2 separate regions of the Gossypium hirsutum genome follow, and region 1 is linked to region 2. The links are chromatin contacts, called in public Hi-C maps. All regions are on one chromosome and are shown on one strand. Each heading gives the region's core, a stretch centred on a gene start, on an enhancer-like site or on the middle of the called end of the contact. The rest is flanking DNA. Distances are from core to core; before and after follow the strand shown.

Region 1 (4,322 bases), core at 880-3,379, 310 kb after region 2:
TTGCATGGTCCACTTCTATTGACACATATATATCATTCATGGTATCCCCCATGATTGCTTTTTCCTTGTCAATCACTGTTACTAGATCTACCTTCACTAAAGGACAAACTTGCTTTGCAAGACTTGCTCCAAATTTCTAGTATCTTCATTTTGCTTCATTTTTTGCTTATGGATTTGGAGAGAACCCACAAGTTCATTGATAAATATTTGTGACAAACCTTTTGATTCTTTTATGGAGAGAACCACATAATCAAATTTACGTGTCAACGATTGCAAATTCTTTTCCATTATCCTGAAATCATCAAGAATTTCTCCATTTCATTTCATTTCATTCACCAACTCTTTCACTTAAGTAATGTAGTAATCAACGTTCTCTGAACTTTTCATTTTTAACATATTAAATTCAAATCTAAGTGATTCGAGACGTACCTTTTTGGCCTTTTCAACTCCTTGAATGGATTTTTTCAAAATAACCCATATTTCTTTGATGCTTCCCATCTGAATTTTTTTCAAAGGTTCATCCATCAACTCATTGAAAATTAAAGCATAACTCCTTAACCTTTTTTTGAGCTTCCTTCAATGCTCTTCTCTCTTCATTTGTTAAATTTGCTTCAACATTATCTGTCTCGACATATCTTTTTCCAACAATATCTAACAATCTTGAGATCCAAGCAAAACCTTCATTCGAATACTCCAATTACCATAGTTTGTCTTCGTTAATTTTGAAAATTGTGATTGAATCATATTCACCATCATGAAGTGAGCACAAATCTAACTTGGATAACACTCGTTAAAAGTGTAGTGGACGCTAAAACCAAAATAATTTCAGTACTCAATAAAATAAGTCATTACAACAAAACAAATATATAAACTTTCCTTTATTTACTAGTTGTTGCTAGTATTGTTCTTTATTTTCAATTCTCGCCCACTTACTCTACCACACACACTTCTATTTCTCACTCTTTTATTTTTATTTTTTTGCTTATACACACTCTACACACACTACACTTACATGTTTATAGGCTTAATAAGCCACCTAAAACCCTTCCAACAAATCTAATTTGCTATAGTTTTTATTCACTAATATTATTTATTTATAAATAATGCTTCAATTAAGTTCATGCCACATTTCCTAACTCCATGCCACCTTGTTTTTGCCCATAAATTGTCAACTTAAAACCATCATACTTTTGCCACTTTACAAGCCAACTCATAATCTTATCCCCATCCTTTATCAACTTAAAGTCGGTTTGACTCAACAATAAGATCATGCTATTGCAAGTTTCATTAAAGCTTTTTACCATTTTCAACCAAGGTTAATGTATGAAAGATGCATTATAACAAAAAAGATTGGGTTCTTTGATTTGAAAACACTAGCTCTTTGAAGAGCTTTATCATATTCGCTAGAAAAAGTTCTTATTCCCCTAAAGAGATTGTTTAATAATGATTTTATAATTTTTTAAATAATTTTTATTATTGGAAATTTTTTATAATTTTTATAATATTTCTAGAAATTTTATTAATATTTTTTTTATAAATTTTGATTATTTTTTATTTTTTTTACTTTAAAGATTTTTTTAAAAATTTTTTAGAATTATTGTTAAGAAAAATGTTAAAAGTATTAATATGATGGTTTAGCTATATTTTTAGAACAATGATATTTGAACTAGACCGGATTAGACCAAAAACTAGTTAGGGTACCAATCAAGAGAATAATATCGGACCAACTAAACCAAAAACGAAACAAATGGTTGAATCAGCTAAAAATCGGCTGAACCTGATTTTTACTTTTTATGAATTTTTAATAATTTTTTAATTGAGCTAATTGAATTGGTGGCCTAATTGGTTCGACTACCAGTTCGGTTCTAAAAACATTGGATTAGAGGCTAAATTAGCTATTAACTCATTAAATTAACATACCACATCCTTTTAACGGAAGCTATAAGATAGTGATCAAAATATAATAACTCAATAACTGGAGTGACCATTATGTAATTTTTAAAAGTTGAGTGGCTGAAACATAATTTTAAATACAATTTAGGGACTGTTGGTGTAGTTTACCCAAGAAAGTAAAAAAAAAAAGACACCCACGTGTGCGATCATACTTAAAGAGCCGAAAACCCTAATCAAAACGTCACCTTTTATGTATAAGATTTATAAGAGAAAGGCCTTTGTCTTCTAATTTCCTCATTCCGCACTTCGGTTCTCTCTCTTTGCGGCATCTATCATAGGTATGGCGACAGCCATTGTAGCCCCTGCCACCGCCTCACTGCAAGATCCAACCAAGTCTCACCCTGACGTCAAGCTCTTTAATCGCTGGAGCTTCGAGGAAGTTCAAGTATTTCTTTTTCTTTTTCCCCCTTTTGCCTCTCTATGCATACATTTCTTTTTTCATTCTCTTGGCTTTGTTTTTTCTAGATTTTATATGAAATGTTCCGTTTTAGCATGTTCTCTATTTTTTTGGTCTTTTCAAGTCGAGTGGATCTACTAGGACTAATTAATTGTATACAGGGATTCTGTTTTCGTAGAGAATCGGTCTTGTTGTTTTTAACTTGATATTATTTGTTAGATCATCTTGTTGTGACTGAACATCTATATTGTTGTTCTCTGATTTGAAGATTTTACTTGTTGTCTTAGATGTTACTGATATTCAGTTTGACAATTATGTTAATCCTAAATGTTTGTCTTCATGTTTGTAAGAAATTGGTTAATTTTAGGTTAGATTATTTGGATAAGATGATCGTATTAGATTGTCTTTCGAATGCTTAAAGACTCCTGAAGATTCGAAAAAATTAGGTTCCTCAACTTGCTGTTCCCTTTGATAACTCCAATCGTTAGCCCTGGTCCTTGATGTGAATGATTTATCTATTTTAGGTTTCTGATATCTCTTTGAGTGACTACATTGGTGTTCAACCTTCCAAACATGCAACCTATGTGCCACACACTGCTGGGAGGTACTCAGTTAAGCGTTTTAGAAAGGCTCAGTGCCCCATTGTTGAGAGGCTTACAAACTCATTGATGATGCATGGCCGAAACAATGGAAAGAAACTTATGGCAGTCAGGATTGTGAAGCATGCTATGGAAATTATTTATCTCCTGACTGATCAGAACCCAATTCAAGTCATTGTTGATGCCATTATCAACAGGTGGCCTATATAACCTTTAAGAATTTCCTTTTTCAAATGTATCACTAGCTGACTTTAATCTTTAAAGTAGCAGATGATGTTAATTAAAACATCTTCCGATTCTGGGTTATCTTTGTTGGATCAATCTTTGATAATCCTTGTTGATTTTTTATTGATATAACAGTGGACCTCGTGAAGATGCTACTCGTATTGGTTCTGCTGGTGTTGTGAGGCGCCAGGCTGTTGATATTTCTCCTCTTCGTTGAGTGAATCAGGCCATCTATCTCCTTACCACTGGTGCTCGTGAGTCTGCATTCAGAAACATTAAAACTATCGCTGAATGTTTGGCTGATGAGCTTATTAACGCAGCAAAGGGATCATCTAACAGGTAAATAACAGCCTTTGAACTCCCGTGCTTGAACCTTATTTTGCTTTGAAACTAGGAACTGTCCTTGCAATCCCATTTATTTACTACTGCTTGCTTCATCATACTCGCGTTGTTTGTGCAGCTATGCCATCAAGAAGAAGGACGAAATCGAGAGAGTTGCCAAGGCCAATCGTTGAGGAATTGGTAGGACTTTGCATAAACCATGGCAGTGGACACTTTTGTTTTTTATTCAGTACTTTATAAGTTACCTATTTTGTGTTCCGAACATAATATGAATGTTCTGTTATTTAAGTTGAGATGTTATTGAAGAAAGCATATCCTGTTTTGGTTATATACGCTGTACTTATTTTGCCATGGTTTGAAGCTGTTGAGTTCATCTTTGCTGCAAACAAAGAGATGAGAGTGCTTGATGTGGTTGTTTGACCACATTAAATCGCCCTGCCTGTTGCTGATAATTAGTACTTAAAAAAGAGACAATTAAAGGAAGAAATCAAATTGAGTTTTTCCAATTATTGAGCAGATGAAATTATACAAGTCTTTCAAAAGTATTGTTATGAATTTCTAACCCAGCCAATGGAAACAAAGAAAAAATATTAATTGGAGCAATTGTACAAAATTCTGTTTGAAGTTAAATACAAAGGCCGTAACACTATTGAAATCAAGCCTTTCAACCTGCATTAACAATGGAAGAGACTGCAGTTCATCAACGTCAAATTTTATATGTTTTATGAACATGATTCACTCTATCTACAGATAAAGAAAGATAAATTTTTTTGAAACTTTATACTACAGAAGTCGATTTAATAATC
Region 2 (4,355 bases), core at 646-3,145:
CCATACAAAGACTGAACAATCAATAAAATCAACTTTATATTTTACTAAACATCTTTATTATATTACTACATGTAACTGAAACCGAAACCAAAACCAAAGCTTAAAGTTCTAGGATCTTTTGTGATGAGGCAACCATTATAAATTTCAAGTTTCTATTACCTTTTCAGGAGTTTCTGGTGATTTTTGAAATAAAACTAGACTTACTTGTTCAACCCCAAGTTACTTTAAATAGCAGAAGCTTGATAATTACCAGTAGCACATTAAATGCCTTAGGAGTACCTTTCTGGTAATTCTTTCTTCCTACGATCAAATATTAAGTGTAGTTACTCTCAGTCTAAGTTGAAACGTTCTTACAAGCTTTCATAGGAGTAGTGGTGCTAGGTGGCCACAAGAATGAAAACAAAGGAAACAAATTATTGCCTTCGATGGAAGATTCTAGCTCATTGAACCTAGTTTTGTCTATGACGCATAAAGAGACAGAGCTCAATTGCAACATTCTTGACTCAAGCAGCGAAAACTAAATCCAAGTAAAACCAAACAAAATGGCATGAAACTCAATGCCATAATCAGAATCAAGAAACTACTTCTTGATCCTTCAAGAATTTAAAAAATAAACACATCACTAAACGAACAAGATAATCCAGAACACGGAGTAACAAAAACAAATTGCAATCCAGTAAAAAGCAACCACTCTATCTCCAAATGCACAGGTCGAAAAACCCAACTTATAGACCTCAATTCCACGCATCCCTTACGGAAACACTCAGACAATTTCACATATACTGTATTTACTACAAACAGTCATATATATCAAACCCCAAAACCAAACTCAAACCCCCATTGACCAAAATGAGAACTACACAAAGACCAAAACACCAAAAAGTAAAAAAAGAAAAAAGAATGAAACATAAAATCTAAGAAATTGTCTTATAATGCAAACACTTGCCACCTACAAAAAGCAGTTCACACATTTAGTAAAAAGCAATCAAATAATAACAAACCCAAAAGAACTAGCTCAAAATCCACTTGGCCAACATGACAACTAACCAAAATACATAAACCAAGAAATAATAAATAAATAAATAATAAAGGGTTTAATTGTTAATTAGCCATAAAAAAGTTCATACCACTTGAAAAGTTAAATGAAATTAGCCTAGCCATTGGCATAACCCCCGCCACCAACCAATAAAAAACCTAAAAGAAAGATTCTTCGACGGATTTAAAAACACTTACCACTTGTACCTCAAGAAGTGGCCATCAAGAGGGGCCGACTCAGGCACATCATCGGTTGTAACGGTCTTGTCAGGTCGGCGTAAGAGCACGTAAGGCGTGAGCTCGCAGCCAACAATTGGTATATCAGAAGGGAGGTGCACACGTAGCACGCTCAGCATGCTTTAACTTCTCGGGCTTCCTTGGTCGGTCACAGTTCGCAACGGTCACCACTTGGTAAACCTATCAAATCCAATCCTACACTAACAAGAGCAGCAGAGCAAGAAATGACCTCGAAATGATGCGCAATCTTATCGAGGCGGAATCCAGGCGGATCCGCCATTTACTTGACCCGAAAACCCGCCAGCCTTGACAATCGTCCTCTTTTTTTTTTCTTTTTTTTTTCCGATTAAACAAACCCTAGAAGACTTGTTGATTAATCCCAAATATAAACATGCAAGAACCAAGAACAGATCTTGTAACGGTATTTAGGGTTTTGAAATAGAGAATGATTGAAGGAATGAATCGAAGAAGAGATACAGAGAAAGAAAGGGGGGAAATGAGGAGATCGAATGATAGTTAGGGTTTTACAGAGGACATGAAAAAGGAAAGTCTTTATTTATAATATCTGTTTATTATTTATAGAGAGAAATAAATTTTTTCAAGGATAAAAATTAAAACATTTGTAATCTTTCCAGCGATATATCCATATAAAATTGAGGTAATTTTAACTTTAATATTTATTCTTAAAAAAATTAAAATTATGGCAACACATGTCTATTCATCTAAAGGAAAGTTGAGGGTGAAAAAGTCCATAAAATTGATTGTGCTAAGTAAATCCAATCGATTTAATTAATTTATATGGTAAGATAATCGGTTTAGGTTTTTTGTGTGGTGTACTTTTGGTATTCAATTTTCAAATTAATTTAAATTTATTCAAAAATTACTCATTGTCTAGACTTGTCCAAGGGTCCGATAAATCCCTCTTAACTAGGGTCAAGTTTAAACAAAAATTTTCACACCTTGGGTCGACCTGGCTTAGTTCAATTTCAACAACGAAAATTATTTTTAAATTTAATTATAAAAGTATATAAAATATCAATTAAAATATAATTTTTAATATTTTATTATTTTTTGAATAGTGAAATGGCCTTTTTGGGTAGACCAAGCTTGGCCAAAAATGAGTCTGGACTTGAAAAGTTTTTTGGAGCCGGGTCTCGACCTAGCCCGTGGACACTTCTACCGTAACCCCACCCCAATAAGGGATGACAACGGTGTGAGGCAGGATGAATTTTTGCCTATCTCAACCCAAACCTGAAGTTTGACCAATTTGCCCCGACCTGATCCCGAGTCTTAAGAAAAAACTCACCCTAAACCCGAACTTAAAATTTAATAAAATTCCTAACTCCATCTCGATCCAACCCGAAATTAATTTAATTATTTTATTTTTTATTTAGAAGCAGATAAGAATAATTTTTTAATTTAGACTTAAATATTAATATATTTATTTTTTTATATATGTATTTATTGAAAGCAAATATTTAGTATATGTATATATTAGGGGCAATTTTTTGTAAATATCTCAGGGCAAGGCAAAGCGGATTTACCTCAAATCCAATCTCAACACGACTATTTTTATAGTTTCACCCATTTGAATCCTCCTATTTTTCAAAAAAAAAATCCGACCCTCATGGATCGGGTTGGGCCGAAACCTGTCAAATTCAATTTTTTTTGCCATCTTTAATCCCAACTCTTAAATAGGAAGATAAGTGTGCTTCAATGTGCTTGAACTCACATTCTCTTGTACCGACAATAATGACGATGCCAGCTGAGCTAAGACTCAATCAACAAAAGTAATTTAATTTAATTCAACTAATTTTAAAAGAATTCGATTGGTGATTAAATCAACTGCATTATCAATTTTCAATTCAACCAATTTAACTAGTTAAACCATCTATTCAATAAGGGATAAATCCCAAAACTATACATAAACTATGGTTTAATATACAATTGTATACATGAACTTTGATTTTGTGCAATTATACATAAAATTTTGATTTGATCCAATTCTTGTAAATTATTAACACAATTATTGATATAACATCATTTTATGTTTATATATTGCATGCATAAATAATTATATTTATCTAATATAAAAATAAATTGATGTATTTATTTCTTTAAATATGTATAATTAAATCAAAATTAAAGTTTCAAGTATACATTTGAACAGCAATTAGAGTTTCACGTGTATAATAACATGATCCGCAAATTAAAATTCATGTATATAACTACACATTAAATCAAAGTTCATATATAATTACTTATCTCATTCAATAATTACAAAATAAAAAGTTTCAAAAAAATATAAAAATATATATAAATAAAAAATCCCAATAATAATAACATGACCGGCAAATAAAATTTATTTTCTCTTGTCCATTTATTTTGCTGATTTGAACCAAATTTCATCTGAATGATAATTCATTGATTGATTGATAAAAATACAACAATTTACCGAATCATAAGTTTTATCAATAAACTTTTAATTAATTATTAGGTAAAATTAACAAATTAGTTATTATAGATTAAATGAATTGGACTTTTTATTAAAAATTTCAATAATTTTTATTATTAATAATGATGTGGCTGACAAAGTAACCAAACAACGACACTGATATGCCACATGTACCTCATATTGATATGGCATTGTTGTTATGTTAGCAAATATTTAAAAAATAAAAATTTCTAAAAGTTAAATAAATTTTTAATTATTATTTAAAAAAAACATACATGTTTATTTTGAATGTGGTTTTTTAAATAATTATAAAATTATAAAAAAGCATTAAAAATATAATTCTTAATATTTTTAAAATAATTTTTATAATTATTTAATAATATGGACAAATGATTATTCTAAATTCATTCTAGCCCAAACAATTATTGTCCAAGTTCATCATAGACATTGCTTTTACTATTTTTATTTTTATGAATTTTTAATAATTTTAATAATTTTATAAATTCTTATAATTCTTTATATATATTTTTAAATATTTTTATATTTTTTTATAATTATTTGAAAAATCATGTGTTGAATTGTAACTTCTCAAAAATGTCAATTTGACACATAGCACTATTCTTGTAGA

The links. Hi-C and Micro-C count contacts between places; a contact is called where the count stands out from the background.
Region 1: a Hi-C map of leaf shows a contact between it and region 2, with 2.0 times the contacts expected there. The contact joins the promoter of LOC107899201 here to the promoter of LOC107899210 in region 2. A contact is called at or near these places in 2 of 34 Hi-C or Micro-C datasets (both in leaf).

Annotation. Positions count from the first base shown.
Region 1 is chrD04:31,494,264-31,498,585 of Gossypium_hirsutum_v2.1, forward strand. It overlaps LOC107899201 (40S ribosomal protein S5), which reads left to right and starts at 2,130. Exons shown (of 4, transcript XM_041091260.1): 1 at 2,130-2,338; 2 at 2,875-3,146; 3 at 3,310-3,513; 4 at 3,635-3,844. The coding sequence starts at 2,234. The coding sequence ends at 3,391.
Region 2 is chrD04:31,182,726-31,187,080 of Gossypium_hirsutum_v2.1, forward strand. It overlaps LOC107899210 (carbon catabolite repressor protein 4 homolog 1), which reads right to left and starts at 1,896. Exons shown (of 12, transcript XM_016824858.2): 1 at 1,234-1,896. The coding sequence starts at 1,391.